Linked DNA regions of Mus musculus: region 1 is linked to region 2. Evidence: chromatin contacts called from public promoter capture Hi-C data. All regions are on one chromosome and are shown on one strand. The core of a region is the stretch at or near the end of the contact, and the rest is flanking DNA. Distances in the headings are between cores, read along the strand shown.

Region 1 (2,840 bases), core at 47-2,546, 53 kb before region 2:
AAGATGAGTTTGACAGGCAGTGCCAAAGTAGGTGGTATTCAATGAGCAAAACATATTACGTTATTGTGGGTAATTATACGCTCATTATAAAAACCTTTTAAAAAAGAAACCTAAGCACGTGGATTGTAAACATTGTATTCTGTCAAATTGGCTAATTAAAGGCTGCACACTAAACCAGTGACATCAGGGATCACTGGCTCCTGCCTTTGCCGATGCAGATTTTCAAGCTGTCGTTTTTAACCAATCAAGGTGAATATCGTGCTCCTTCTAATTATATTTCATTGGTTACAAATTTGCCCTTTTCCATGAAAATAAAAAAAGCTAATTGACATTCTTTGGATAATAACCAATTATATTCCATCCTCGCAGAACCTCTGGGTTTCTCCAATACATCATAGGCCCGCCAAGTTCTGAACGGGAAAATCGAGTCAGCCTCTTATCCACTTGAAAAAAAAACGGTTTGTTATTAATTTTTAAATGTATTCACTTTACATCCCAAACAGCTCCCCTTCTCCTCCCAGTACCCCCATTTAGTTCCTTCCCTCATTCTCCTCTGAGAAGGGTGCCACCCCCACCCCCCAACACACACACATAAGTCACTGCAGGACTTTACAAGACTGAAGAGAAAACTCTTTCGCAACTCTTCAACCCAGAAATACTCTCCCTTTCATATGAGTTAAACTTCAGGCAGAGCGTGGAGACTTTATTAAGCAAGTCTAGCAAAGTTTCCATAATGCAACTGTTTGGATACACCCTGAGCCTGGAAACCGTGGTGCACACAGGTCCCGTGCATCCTGAGCGCACCACTGTGCCCTACGTGGCTGCAGATGGCAGCGCAAAACTTTCGAGGGATGCTGGTCACCAGCTGGGAGTGAAAAGAGACTTGTGTTGGCAGGGCCCACGGGCAGAGTTGGGGAGAATTGGAGGCAGTGTAGGGACGCTTTGCTTTCTGACCGGACCTGAGAAGGAAAGGGAAGAGGGGAAGGTGTAGCTAGGCGACAGGTGAGACGACACTAGCGGCCCGCCCCCTTTGTCCCGCCTACAAGCGCGCAGGCAGTGCGAGAGAGCGAGGGCGGGGCGACCTTTGCTCGAGCCCTAAACCATCCGGGCGGGCTGGGAGGAGTGGCCGGGCTAGGAGGAGCGGCTGGGCTAGGGTGGGGTGTCCGGGTCCTCAGAGTCCGAGGTCGCCTCCTTGCCAAGTGGCCCTGGCGCTCCCGCCCCTCCCACCCGGTAGGGTTTGGCCTTGGGGGCCGCACCTGGGCGCGCGGTTTCGGTCTGACCGGACTCGGAGCTGGTTTCGATTAGGGACAGCGGCTGGGCGAGAGGGCGGAGCGGTTGGGACGCGAGAGAGGAGGGGACTTGGTGTGAGAGGCTCAGTGGGGACAGTTCCGCGCGAGAGACAAAGAGCGCCCAGAGAGCGCAGCGAGCATCGCTGCTACCCAGCCCGGCAACCTCGCAGATTCGAGGACAGGGTGCGCAGCGGAGCAGCCACAGCTGCTAGGGACCCAAGAGGCTACGCAGGATGCGGACGCCGGTGGTGATGACGCTGGGCATGGTGCTCACGCCCTGCGGGTTGCTGCTTAATCTTGTCAGTACACTGGCCCCGGGCTGGCGGCTGGTGAAGGGCTTTCTGGACCAGCCAGTGGACGTGGTGCTGTACCAGGGGCTGTGGGACATATGTCGCGAGCAGAGCAGTCGCGAACGCGAGTGCGGCCAGCCCGACGAGTGGAACTACTTCCAGACCCAGCCTGTGCAGGTGGCCCGGGGACTCATGATCACGTCACTGGCCACTACCGCCCTAGGGCTGCTGCTGGCTTCCCTCGGTGTGCGCTGTTGGCAAGATGAGCCCCACTACGGGCTAGCGGGCCTCTCTGGCGTGGTGTTTTTCGTCGCTGGCCTCTTCAGCCTCATCCCGGTCTCCTGGTATAACCACTTCTTGTCAGATCCCGACGTCCTGGCCGCCCCGAGCTCGCCGGTCACGGTGCAGGTCAGCTACAGCCTGGTGCTGGGCTACCTAGGCAGCTGCCTGCTGCTTCTGGGCGGCTTCTCTCTGGCGCTCAGCTTTGCGCCCTGGTGTGAAGAGCGTTGTCGCCGCTGTCGCAAGGCGCCCCCAGCAGGCCCGCGCCGCAGCAGCATCAGCACCGTCTACGTGGACTGGCCGGAACCAGCGCTCACACCTGCCATCAAGTACTACAGCGACGGACAGCATCGGCCTCCTCCCACCGCAGAGCACAGGGACACCAGCAAGCTCAAGGTTGGATTCCCGATGCCACGACCGCCACCCAAGTCCTACACCAACCCGATGGATGTGCTTGAGGGAGAAGAAAAGAAGACAGCCACCTCCCAAGGTGGTTCCTCCTCTCGCAGCACTCGGCCCTGCCAAAATTCGCTGCCCTGTGACTCCGACCTGTAGACAGGGTTCACCTGAGCTCTGCCTGGAGTCTGAGGGTGACTTGAACTTCTGCCAGTACATCTGCAACTAGAACCCTGGTCGCCTTCCTCTAACTGGAGGGCAAGCCTTCCTTTTCTAGGGCCAAACTCCTCTCCAAATACTAGGTTGGGTTCATTTATCTTTTAAGGAGTTTTACTTTTCTCTCCAGAGGGACCAGGTCTTCTTATGCAGTGACAAGAGTGCGTAGTGTTTTCTTTGCATACTGTTCATCGCAGTAGCAACAAAATTGCAATCAGCCAACAGGCTTTAAAACGTCCCTGAACGTACAGTATTCTAAGTTACCGTGAGCCTTCACAAACATCATTCTCGAGGTTTTTTGCTTTTCTCCCTGCTTCAGTCTCCAGAGAACATAAATGGCCAAAAATGTTAAGTCTGGCTATATTTGAAG
Region 2 (3,056 bases), core at 236-2,735:
TTTCTATTGCTTTAATTGATTTTGTAGTTTTCTTGTACTGGATCTGCAAAGTCAAGTTGGGTCATAGAAAACCTCCAGGCTGAAAGCTGAACCAAAGTAACTTGCGTGCACCAGGCTGAGCCAAGGCTCTCCGTAGAGGGCTCGCTAGACTGGCAAAAGCTCAGTACATTGCTAAGGATGGTTGAGCCTTGGGTAAGGGTCTGTCCCTTGTTGAGACCTGTGATGTGGATGCTACCAACACTAGATGATGCGCTCCTGGCTTTACTCTAGAATTCAGAAAGCACTGTAGTATATAGGTTTTGAGCTAACTAATCTTCTTAAAGCTCAGAATTGCCCTTGATGGTTTGCAAGTTAGGGGATTTTGCTCAGTCACGAGACCAAAGCCAAGAGCTTTAATGTAATAAGCAAAAATGCAATATACTTAAATATAAGGGACAAAGATAACTGCCTCTGTGTGTGTGTGTCTGTGTGTGTGTCTGTCTCTCTGTGTGTGTCTGTGAGTGTGTGTGCCTGTGTGTGTGTGTGTGCCTGTGTGTGTGTGTGTGCCTGTGTGTGTGTGTGCCTGTATGTGTGTGCCTGTATGTGTGTGTGTGTGTGTGTGTGTCTGTGTGTCTGTGTGCGTGTGTTTCATTTCAAGCATTCTCTCAAGGAGTTGGTCCCAATGATAACTGTTGGGGTTGAAATCTGAAATGTCACCTACAGATTCTCGTGTTTGAACATGTGCTCCCCAGATAATGGTGCTATATTAGGAAGCGTGGGACCTTTGGGACATGGCAACTAGCTAGCAAAAGTGGGTCACTGGGGGCAGATCCTTCAGCGTTTTAGCCTCAGCCCCATTTCCAGCCTGACTTCTCTGCATCCCACTCTGCAGAGACGAGAAAAGCAGCAACCACACACCCCTTCTGCCTTGGACAGCACGCCTCAGCCACAGCCCATGACTGCTACCAAAATAAATCCCTGCTCCCTTAATTACTTCTGCCAGATACTTTGTCACAGCCAAGCGAAAAGTAATTAATACCGTGACTAAAGCATTAGGCTATGTCATCTCATTTCCTTAGCCTCCCGCCTCAAGCTGAGGAAGCAGTTTCTTACCACATGTCCTGGGTTCATCAGCGCCATCTGTACAGTCAGCTCTCCCATTGCACATCAGAGACTCTGGGATGCATTTCCCACTATCGCAGCTCACAGTGCCTTCTGGACAGGAGGCTGTGGAGGAAGTTGATCATTCTTTTTCATTACTACGTATAGTGGGCAGGAGTGTAGAAAGACAACTCTTTCAGTAGGTTACGTGGCAATATTTCCATAGCCTACAGAAATTCAAGTTTGGAAAGTAAAGCTTATCATTTTGAACTTTTTTCTTCTTCTTCAGGGAATCAGGGATTAAGACTCAATCACAAAAATAGCAAGACATCTGGGCACTCGACTGAAACTGTGCTAAACTTGACTGATCTGGCTTTAAATAGTTGGGATTAAAACGGTACTAGAGCCAGCCGCTTGACCCAAAATGAGTATGGCTTTAAGGAAAACTTAATTTACAAATGTTAGACGCTGAGTGTGCTACAGTGTGCAGCCTTAACTCCAGGAAATACTGAGCAGGATTCTGGTTCACCAACAAACCAGAGGCACCCCCTATCCTGGGTATTGGGGGTTGTCTTAAAGAGGAATATGGTGCTCACCACTCTTTGGAGTTAGTTTTGCCCTTTTTAGTGGGAGATTTTCCCCCATCACTATGTGAGAACAGGAGTTGTCTCTGTTCTTATGCTTCCTTCATAGACTGATGCTCAGGCTGTCTATGGATTGCTCTTCATCCCTGGGAACATTCTAGGCGATGCTCATTCAACATATAACAAGAGTTTTTAATCTAAGCAGCTCTGCGGTTCCATGGATAACTATACATTGGCTATTGCTAGGGGGCATCCTCTTCTTTGAGAAAGGATGGCAGCCTCTGCCTTGGCATGTAGACTTTGTAAAGCAGCCTGTGTACTATACCCTGCCCTTGAAATGTCAGTAGGGAAGCCAGACTTACCACAGTCCCGCTCATCTGAGGCATCCCCACAGTGATCAATGCCATCACACCTCCAGCTGTCCATGATACATGCCCTGTTTTGGCATTGCCACTGCCCAGCCAAGCAACGGATGTGGGGACAGTATGCTTTTATGGACCCATCTTCACAGCTCTGTTGGGCATCACAAGGTTCCCCAGCATCCAGACATTGAGCCTTTCCTGGACAGCGGATTTTGTAGTCCGGACATGCCGTCAAGCTCTCTGGAAGGCAGGAATTATGTGGGTGGAGGAGAACTGCTGGATTATGATGGGCCTGGGTATCTAAATGAGTGCTATGACTGTCGTGGACTCGGCCGATTTCAGAACCACTAAGAGATGCTAGTTAGATGTCATCAGTCATATGGGTGTGGCTTTCTGCACTGAAGTTTCTCACCAGAGAAGTTTTAAAAGAGTCGATGAGGTTAATAAATTTGAAAACACAAAGAAATAGTTCCAAGAGTCTCCTATAAACACCATAGACAATGTAGCATCTGGCTTAGCACACACAGCCTAAGGCTATTTCATGACTTACTTCCAGTTAGCACTGCTGATGCTGATACAAGCTGTGGGTGAGCAGAGAGATGATGGAGTGTTGAAAATAAGTTTTACAAGACTAATGAAACAACCCAGTCAGTAATGGCCCCTGTCCCTAAGCCTGCTGACATGAGTTCAATCCCTGGGAACCTGCGTTGTCCTCTGACCTCTCCACACATGTCATGGTGCATGGGGCACACACATGCACATGCACCCACACACATGTAAAGAGATGTAATTTTAAAAGTAAGCTGTACCTACCACAGTTAACCTCGTCAGAGCCATCTAAGCAGTCACTGGCGCCATCGCAAAGCCAGCTAGCAGGAATACACCTCCCATTGTCACACTGCCAGGCTTGCAGGTGTCCGAGACATGTTTGCTCTGCAGGCCAGGGTGGGATTCAATAACAGGCATGCAGGAAGATGAGCTTGTCAGAGATCATCAGTTGACTGGATTTCATTTCATACATTTTAAATAG

The links. Promoter capture Hi-C pulls out the DNA fragments that hold promoters and counts their contacts.
Region 1: a promoter capture Hi-C map of hippocampal neurons shows a contact between it and region 2, with 3 times the contacts expected there. The contact joins the promoter of Cldn23 here to the enhancer-like site in region 2. A contact is called at or near these places in 12 of 39 promoter capture datasets (3T3-L1-derived adipocytes, the HPC-7 cell line, cranial neural crest and 8 more), 8 of 484 Hi-C or Micro-C datasets (CD4 T cells, bone marrow-derived macrophages, cortical neurons and 4 more), 1 of 115 datasets of contacts at active chromatin or transcription factors (embryonic stem cells) and 3 of 9 other capture datasets (adipose tissue, liver and pancreatic islet).

Annotation. Positions count from the first base shown.
Region 1 is chr8:35,825,015-35,827,854 of GRCm38.p6, reverse strand. Cldn23 (claudin 23) reads left to right here and starts at 1,296. Exons shown (of 1, transcript NM_027998.4): 1 at 1,296-2,840. The coding sequence starts at 1,523. The coding sequence ends at 2,413.
Region 2 is chr8:35,771,675-35,774,730 of GRCm38.p6, reverse strand. Gm19410 (predicted gene, 19410) reads right to left here. Exons shown (of 33, transcript NM_001370844.1): 3 at 2,840-2,959; 4 at 2,027-2,266; 5 at 1,093-1,206. Among named protein-coding and RNA genes, the nearest start is that of Gm19410, 7.5 kb to the right of the region's middle. Within about 2 kb of position 1,485, at least 18 of the 459 cell types and tissues checked have an H3K27ac peak or open chromatin away from gene starts, as enhancers often do. A contact at or near this core is called in hippocampal neurons and muscle stem cells, where this site is marked.